Regions from separate parts of the Ovis aries genome. Here region 1 is linked to region 2. A link is a contact called in public Hi-C data. All regions are on one chromosome and are shown on one strand. The core of a region is the stretch at or near the end of the contact, and the rest is flanking DNA. Distances in the headings are between cores, read along the strand shown.

The links. A called contact is a pair of places that touch in the nucleus more often than the background predicts.
Region 1: a Hi-C map of hypothalamus shows a contact between it and region 2, with 5 times the contacts expected there. The contact joins two enhancer-like sites. A contact is called at or near these places in 12 of 16 Hi-C or Micro-C datasets (blood, hypothalamus, liver and 4 more).

What each region holds. Positions count from the first base shown.
Region 1 is chr13:11,432,145-11,436,535 of ARS-UI_Ramb_v3.0, forward strand. No RefSeq gene overlaps it. Among named protein-coding and RNA genes, the nearest start is that of PRKCQ, 57 kb to the left of the region's middle. Within about 2 kb of position 1,652, at least 5 of the 54 cell types and tissues checked have an H3K27ac peak or open chromatin away from gene starts, as enhancers often do. A contact at or near this core is called in hypothalamus, where this site is marked.
Region 2 is chr13:11,230,529-11,235,094 of ARS-UI_Ramb_v3.0, forward strand. It overlaps PRKCQ (protein kinase C theta), which reads right to left. Exons shown (of 18, transcript XM_042230440.2): 16 at 463-651. Among named protein-coding and RNA genes, the nearest start is that of TRNAF-GAA, 44 kb to the right of the region's middle. Within about 2 kb of position 1,938, at least 2 of the 54 cell types and tissues checked have an H3K27ac peak or open chromatin away from gene starts, as enhancers often do. A contact at or near this core is called in hypothalamus, where this site is marked.

The sequences.
Region 1 (4,391 bases), core at 402-2,901, 200 kb after region 2:
TCATAGCTATATCTTTGTGTTTATATCCTAAATAATAATATTTAGGATAATACTTTAATAAATAGCGTTTCATTTTTGCAGAATATATCAAAGTTTGCGAACATTTATTGTTTCACTTCTATTGTACTTTATTATCAGAGAGGACCAAGTATTTTTTTTTTTGCTGTTGTTGTACTGGATCTTAATTGCTATGGGTGGGCTTTCTCTAGTTGCATTGAGTAGGCACCGCTTTCTAGTTGTGGCTCTCAGGCTTCTCACTGAGATGGCTTCTGTTGTTGCAGAAAATGAGCTTTAGGGCACCCAGGCTTCAGTAGTTGTGGCACATGGGATTAGTTGCCTCATGGATGTGGAGTCTTAGTTCTCAGACCAGGGTTCGAATCCACGTCCTCAGTGTTGGCAGGCAGATTCCTAACCACTGGGACTACCAGGACCTGGGGGAATTTGAGCTATGTGAATTGACCCATCCATTTGACCGAGGCAGAGCTTCTGGTAAATGTCTAGCCTGTGTCACTGTATTGTCCTACCTGGGCAGCCTCCTCCTCCACCCATCTTACGGCCCAGGGTAACCTAATCGTCATCCATGTGGTCCTCTTCGCTCCAGACTTTGGGGTTAGTCTGGCTAAACTGGAAGGGAATTTGATGAACGCTTAGACTGGGGATTCAGCTGCAGAACAGCTCAGCTTCATCTTATCCTCTAGCTTTAGAAATCAGGCCTGGCCATGTGAGCAAGTCCCATATGGCATGTTTTTCAGTGTCTGGGTCTCATTCATGCTCCCCAGATATGACTTTACTTGGTACCTCATGTTCGATACCAAGGCTCTGCTCTTATTAGCCAGTTCTTCCAGCGGCTCATCTCTGCAGACCTCTCCTGTTGTACCACGCTCAGAGCATCCTGAATGCTTGCCTTCACCCCTGCAGGTGGGTGAGATGGAGTCCAGGCTCCTCCTGGCATTTCAAGATCACCTGTGCATGGTGTGTTGCAAGTCATTGGTAACTGATCACCAAATTCTTAGTGCTGGGGAATGGAGTGATTTTTATTTACAAAATTAAAGTGAATCTGTGGTTACTCTTTGGAAGCAGAGCTGATTTATGCTGTGTTGGTTTTAGGTGAGCAACAAAGTGGTTCAGTTCTATCATCTATCATCTATCTATCTATCTATCTTCATTTTCAGATTCTTTTCCATTATAGATTTTTGCAAGATATTGAATATAGTTCCTTGTACTAGACAGTAGCTCCTTGTGGTTGTTCTTATTGTAACATGACCCTCTCGCATTATGACTGGTTCTCAAACGGGAGTAATTAGGGTGTGTGTGTGTGTGTGTGTGTGTGTGTGTGTGTGTTGTTGTTGTTTTTACAGAGTATATATTTTAAGTATCACTCTGAGAATCATGCATAAATCAGGGTAGGGACACAGGGTGCCCGATCAGTGATCTCCTCTACTGCATTTCCTTACAGTTCCGATGGCGGAAATCTGGAACTGGCTTATCGGTCCTCAAGTAGAGGGACGTGAACACAGCACTCAGAGGCACAGTGGTGCTGGATACAGGAATGGGGAAGTGTCTCTGGGACTCACAGGTTTTTTACTTTCACCTTGGATCTCCCTGAAGGATGAAGCTGTCACTCAGTCCAATTTGAAACCTTGTAAGTCATGAAATCACTGCCACCTAGTGTTACTGCTTAGTGGCGGCATGCCCACAGCAGAATTGGAGAAGGTTCTAGGGGAGAAGATGGGCAGAAGGAAGAAGCGTTTTTATATTTTAAATACAATATGCCAATGCATGATATGCATCCTTCTCCAAAACACATTTACAAAAACAAGGACTTCAATATGAATATATGGGTTTTCTCTTAATTTTTTAACTAGTTTGTTTTAAATCGGAGGATAAATGATGTACAATATTGTGTTGGTTTCTGCCATACATCAACATGAATCAGCCATAGGTATTCATGTGTCCCCTCCCTCCCACCTCCCACCCGATCCTACCCGATCCCACCCCATCCCACCCCATCCCACCCCTCTTGGAGGTCACAGAGCCCCGGTTTGAGTTCCCTGTCGTCATACAGCAAATTCCCACTGGCTATCTATTTTACATATGGCACTGTATATATTTCCATATTATTATCTCAGTTCATCCCACCATCTCCTTCCCTCACTGTGTCCATGAGCCTGTTCTCTGTGCCTGCATCTCCATTGCTGCCCTGCAAATAGGTTTAACAGTACCATCTTTCTAGATTCCATATGTATGCATTAATATATTATATTTGCTTTTCTCTTCCTGACTTACTTCACTCTGTATAATAGGATCTAGGTTCATTCGCCTCTTTTAAGATTTCTAATTGGAGAATAATTGCTTTACAATGTTGTTGGGTTTTTCATTTTTATCTTCTATTTTCTATCTAATCTTTACAATCAGCTTCTGGAACACTTGAAGGATGATGATAAAGACTTAGAGATACAGAAAGTAGGATGGAAACAAAAGAAGATAATTTGAGGACAGGTCTAGGAAAAGCAACATCCAAATAACAGTAGTTTCATAAAAAGAGACAAAAAATTGAAGAAGAAGAGATTTTCCAACAACTAATATGAGAAAATCTTCTAGAATTCTGTGATATGAGATTTTAGGTTGAAACTGTCCACAGAATGCCAAGCACGCAGACTGAAAATGAAGCAAAGCAAAAAGAGACAGTAACGCACTTCTCGTAAGTTGCAAAGAAAAGTTTCTCAAGGAAGAACATTTCCATGCAAAGCATCAAGAATCAGAATGTCTTGAGATTTCTCAACACTGGTAGATGCAGGAAGGAATGCAGAATATCTTCAACAATGGAAAAGCACAATTATGGTCCTCAAAAATGTATCCTGTCAATACAGAATATATACTTTTCTCAAGGATATATGAGCTGTCCCCTCTCGGGGCTACTCTTCAGAATCAGGAAATGTTAGTGTTGAAAAGGCACGTCACTGTTCAGGGACTTCTCCGGTGGTCCTGTGGCAAGACTTCACACTGCCAGTGCGAAGGGTGTAGGTTTGATCTCTGGTTGGGGAAATTAGATGCTGTGGGACACCCCCCTCCCCAAAGGAATATCTTGTTCAGTATCTTCATTGTATGGACAAAACTGAAGGGCCCTGTCACCCAGCTGGGTAAAGACACCACCGGGATGCCGTCCATTTTTCAGCTGTCTTTCCTTTCCACCTCCTCCTACAAAGTGATCCATGACTCCCGGGGCATCAGTAGTAGCGTGGAGGGAGGTTCCAGCTTGAGCTTAAACCAGGCCTGTCCCTGGTATTCAGACGTATTTGATCACGTCCATGAGTAGAGCTTTGAACCAAGCCAGCATGGATTTGCTCATGGGGTTTTGAAGCCTTCTGGGAGACCCTATAACAAAGGGGAGGGAGGTATGATGAACTCGACCCAGTAACCAAATCTCAGGCTTCTGAAGAAGGCAGTTTTCAGCCCTGCGTGGTGTTGGCCACTCTGCTTTGCCTCTCAGGCCAGTGGAGTGAGAGAGCAGAGGTGTAAGTTAAAAAAAATAAGGAAAGCACTTCACATAAAACTACCAAAGGCATTGTAGGGCTAGCCATTTCTTCGGTATCTCCTAGGAGAATGTAACAGAGAACCACCCACCTTCTAACTCACTTTATAACTTTAAAAAACTAACCTATAACTTTTCAAACATTTATTTTTAATTGAAGGATAATTACAATATTGTGTTGGTTTCTGCCATATATCAATGTGGATCAGCCATAAAAAATTAACCTATAACTTTTTATGTTTCTTGGGTTTTCCTCTAACAAATTTAGAACCTGGGCTTAGTGATTTTTAAAATGTACACCCGTGGTGGATTCATGTTGATGTATGGCAAAACCAATACAGTATCGTAAAGTAAAATAAAGTAAAAAAAAAAAAAATCTCTTCCTTTAAGATTTTTTTGAAAAGTTTAGATTTCAGAAAGAGGAATTAAGTTATATATTAGGCATAGCTTTTAAACCGTAAGTTTTAAGCTCTAAGTTTGAGCTTCTGGTGGCTCAGATGGTAAAGAATCTTCCTGCAGTGGGGGAGATCTAGGTTTGATCCCGGTATTGGGAAGATCCCTGGAGAAGGGCATGGCAACCAACCCCAGTGTTCTTGCCTGGAGAATCCCATGGACAGAAGAGCCTAGTGGGTTACAGTCCGTGGGATTGCCAAGAGTCAGACACAGCTGAGCAACAGACACTTTAGGTATGAGGATTGTGGCACTGAACTTTTGGTTTTGGGAGTTTTGTGAGTTTTTCTCAAGTATTTTCCAAAATTTATATTTAACTGGAGAAAAGTTGCTTTGCAATGTTGTGTTGCTTTCTGCATACATGTGAAACACCCAGAAGCGCATACATATCCCCTCCCTCTTGAACCTG
Region 2 (4,566 bases), core at 688-3,187:
TCTCCCATTCAAAGTTTTCATTTTGATGATTTCGTTTGCTGTGCAGAAGCTTTTTAGTTTGATGCCATCGCATATTATTTTTTTGCTTTTGTTTCCCTTGCTTATAGAGCCAGATCCCCCAAAATATTGCTAAGACTGATGTCGACTGAAGTCTGTTTTCTTCTAGGAATTTTACGGTTTCAGGTGGACAGAACAGACTGCATAGGGATTGTTGCTGGAGATTTCTTTTGTAAATTATGCATGTGAGGGTCTATCTTACACTCATTTTGATAGCTCATGTTCATCCTATTGGTGCCTCAGTTAAAACAGATGGCAACCATCCCCTTTAAGGCTAGCTCAGAACAATTATTGTTTACTATGTATTGGGTTGGTCAAAAAGTTTATTCCAGTCTTTCCATAACATCTTATGATCAGAAAACCTAGTGCTAATCTTACAAAAGTCTCCTTGACTTCACTTCTTACCTTCACTAAAAGATCCTTCGCCTCCTTCTCGAGCCATCGCGGGTAAAAGGGATTGTCCATGCGGATGGAGTGGAAAAGCTCCTCTTCATCCTGCCCGTGGAAAGGGGACTGACCTACTAGCATCTCGTAGAGGAGGACACCGAAGGACCACCAGTCCACAGAGTGGTTGTACTTCTGACCCAGGAGGATCTGTGTGACCAGGAGGCAAAGACACAGAGAATAAAAATGAGGTTGACTCAAACCTTGCATGGATTTTTCAAAGCCACCCAGGATATAACTCACGAGGACAGAGTGCGGTTTTAGCAAAGATGACACTGAAAACGATTTTTGAGAAGTTAATGATTGGGTAGAAATGAGTGGGCAGTGCCCAAACTAAGCAAATATTTTTGAGATCAACCTCTTTTATCCCCCACCTAAGCGAAACAGCGAAATTGTACCATCATCCTTCATCTGCCCATCTGAGACGGGAGCATGTGGGTGACAGATTTAGCCCAGGAGAGCTGGTGTGTGTCTAGGCCCTTCAGTGCCTCTAAACCAAACCCACGGATTTTATGGACTTTCTGTTAAGCGCAGGGGCTTCCCTGATCGCTTGCTGGGTAAAGAATCTGCCTGTAACGCAGGAGACACAGGAGACACAAGTTCAGTCCTTGAGTTGGGAGGATCCCCTGGAGGAAGAAATGGCAACCCACTCCAGTATTCTTACCATGAGAATCCCATGGACAGAGGACCCTGGTGGGCTACAGTCCAAAGATTCACAAAGAGCTGAACATGAGTGAGTGACTAAGCAACCTAAGCAAATGGTCCTGAGTCTTTACATAAAGTTTTTGTAGCTAACCAAGCAGCCAAGGAGGTTGACCAAGTCCACCCCTTAAACCTAAGCAGTCATGGTTACGAAGAGTCAAATTTTGTGACTATGCTGAGACAGACTAGGACAACAAGCTGATAGATATTTGCAAAAAATAAAGATCAAGTTGCAAACAGAATTTTTCAATCTGCCACTGACTTCCAGGATAAAAATGCTATCTACTGGCCTTAATATTTGAACACCAAAGTTATCTTAAAGTTCAAAAAATAACCTTAAGGAACAGTGTAAAAGCAGACCTAGGGAGAATGATGAAATGAAGATGAGCACACACAGCACATTCTTAGTTCAGGGGTCTTTGCCTCAAGTGGGGACCGGTTCAGGTGCAATTTCCAGGACGTGCCACAAGGGGGAGCCCAGGGCAACCAGAAGCCGCTCTGAGCATCACATCCTGGTACACAGCTTCATTTCTGTTGGATTAACGAAAATAAATGTGGAAGACAGGAGACAGTTAAGGTGGGAATTCAGTCTGCCAGGGCTAGATGATAACGAGTTTCAGTCTTAAGTTAGGAGAAAGAAGCAAAATGCCAACTCAGTTATTCATGGTATGAACAGAAAATCTGCAAACATCTGTGATGGGTACTGGGCGTTTCCCCCTACTTTGTGTGTTACTGACAGAACGTCTGGGGTAGGTCCTCTTATCCTTGTTTACCAAAGGACAGTGACTGGACCCTGGGAGGGTCTTCGCGTCTTCCTTAAGGTCTCCTGGTTAGTCAAGAGCTATGTTCTGAACCCTGGTCTTTGGGGATCTTACTATACAATGCTCCTTTTCCATTATAATGTTGTCTCCAGGATTGAAACTTTGCTCTAACTTAGTCATGCTCAAACTAGTCTATATTTTTAAAGAAACTGGTGGAGAAACACTGGCTGGAGCGGCCCCCATTGAATCTCAGACCCTGATTCCTTCTCTTGGCCATGCCGTCTTTTGTCTTGTGTCCTCCCCATCTTTGCTCAAAATAATACAGGTAATCTTAATGTTACCAGTTCATGTCAGAGTCCCTCTTTCTCTCTTAGAGCAAAGGAGAGCTGCAATTCCATCTGCCTTGTGGAGCTAGTAATGTGAGGTCTGTACATGGCTCACCGGGTGATGTACACAGCAGAGGAAGTGTTCTTAGAAAACCAAGTGACCTCCAGTGGCCCCACTCAGCATGACTCTTCCCTTCTCCAGGGAGCACCTTCTCTGTATTAAAATTCCTGACTAAGTGGCTGGTAGATATTAGAAAGTAGGGTGTCTCCTTATTTTACTGTTTTCCTATTCTTTGTCAAAATGAGTGTAGACCTCCAATTATACGTCAGACCCTCGGTCTTATAGCGGTGACAGGGGACAAGGGAGGTTTTGAGAAGACCCCAGGAGGCATGGACTGCTGGGACTGTTCCCTGGTTTACAGGAGGAGCACAGTCAGCTTTTTCACGCATCATTCCTGACACTGCACCGAATGCCTTAACTTCTTGTGTTTTGGGATCTCCGCCCATATCTTTGGGGTCCCCGGGGGAGAGAGAGTGAAATGAAGGAAAAACTTCACCAAGGCCCATGCATGGCGTGTGTGTGGAGCTTTGGAAAATGGGTAGGGTTTTGACGGAAAACGGGGAAGCTAGGGAGTGTTCTTGTGTAAAAGAGGCCCAGAGGTGGGGGAATCCAGACAGGTTGAGAGACGGGCATTTGAGGTGCAGGACTGGGTGTGGACATTCAGGGAACAGGTGACAGATGCTCTGAGTGGTGGGGGAGGAGCCTAGACATCGAGGCGGATAAACTGTGGTCCTTAACAGTGCGAAATTCAGTTTACTGGCAAATCGATTACATGTGTGCTGCGGGGGCACAGAGGAGGAAACAACCGCTTAGTGTAAGAAGCCAGGAGCATCTTCAGGGAGAGGATGACCCTGGAGGTGGGGGCTATTAGACCCAGGATCCCAAGTGCCCGGTTCAGGGCCACGGGAGAGAAGGGAAGCTGGGCTTCTCAGGACATACGATTAGGGACCTTCGCTCGGGGTTTCGGCTTGTACCAGACGATAACGGGGACCTCCTGAAGATGCTCAAAGTCGTGGCATGACAGGTTTTCCCACTGGAAAGGAAATCTGGTGATGCGGTGGAGGAGGCACCCTCGGTTCAAGGCCCTCCAGGGGTCACCTAGACGGGGCCACACGATGTAGATGAAGAGATGAGAATCTGCATTTTTGCGAGTTTAAGAAAATTGAGGGACATCTGAGCCCTGGTTTAGAGACCTGAACAAGGACTAGGTTTCCTGAGAGGAGAATGGGAAGCCTCATCTCAGGAGGAGCTGCTGGTGTATCGGCCAGGGCATCTGTTTTCAGCACGTCGAGAGGTGTGTCTGTTACGACGACTTACTGTCCTAAGGTGTGGATTCATCTGTGTCGTAGACCTGGTTAAGGGGATGGCTGGGTTCTGTTTGAACTAAGCTCATTTTCACAATGTGGCAGGTCCTTAAAAAGTTACCTGCAAAGAGGCTTGGGATGAAGACCACGCTAACTGATGTAAAGCCAAAGAGGGCAGTGCAGGGGCCTTACTCCTCATCCCAGCTCCTTGTCACTTTATCATCAGGCTGAAAACGATCATCTCATTAGTTATAGTAGGAAGCTGGCTAAATCAGGTGTATCAAAAACACTGTTGTAAATTCTGGACTTACATCCACTGTTCTTAACCATGAACCTTGCCTGATACTTTGCGGCATCTATCTTACGCTGCGTCTTTGTGAGGGTTCTTTTCTAGCTATGAGCCACTAAAATCAGAAACTGAAAGAAACTAGCCATCTGAAGGCAGAGTTCCTAAGAACAGCAAGGAGAGAGAAGAAGGTCACCCTGAGGGATCAGTGCAAAGAAACAGAGGCAAACAGCAGAATGGGAAAGACGAGATCTCTTCAGGAAAATTAGAGATACCAAGGGAACATTTCATGCAAAGATGGGCTCGATAAAGGACAGAAATGGTATGGACCTAACAGAAGCAGAAGATATTAAGAAGAGGTGGCAAGAATACACAGAAGAACTGTACAAAAAGATCTTCATGATCCAGATAATCACGATGGTGTGATCACTCACCTAGAGTCAGACATCCTGGAATATGAAGTCAAGTGGGCCTTAGGAAACATCACTATGAACAAAGCTAGTGGAGGTGATGGAATTCCAGTTGAGCTATTTCAAATCCTGAAAGATGATGCTGTGGAAGTGCTGCACTCAATATGCCAGCAAGTTTGGAAAACTCAGCAGTGGCCACAGGACTGGAAAAGGTC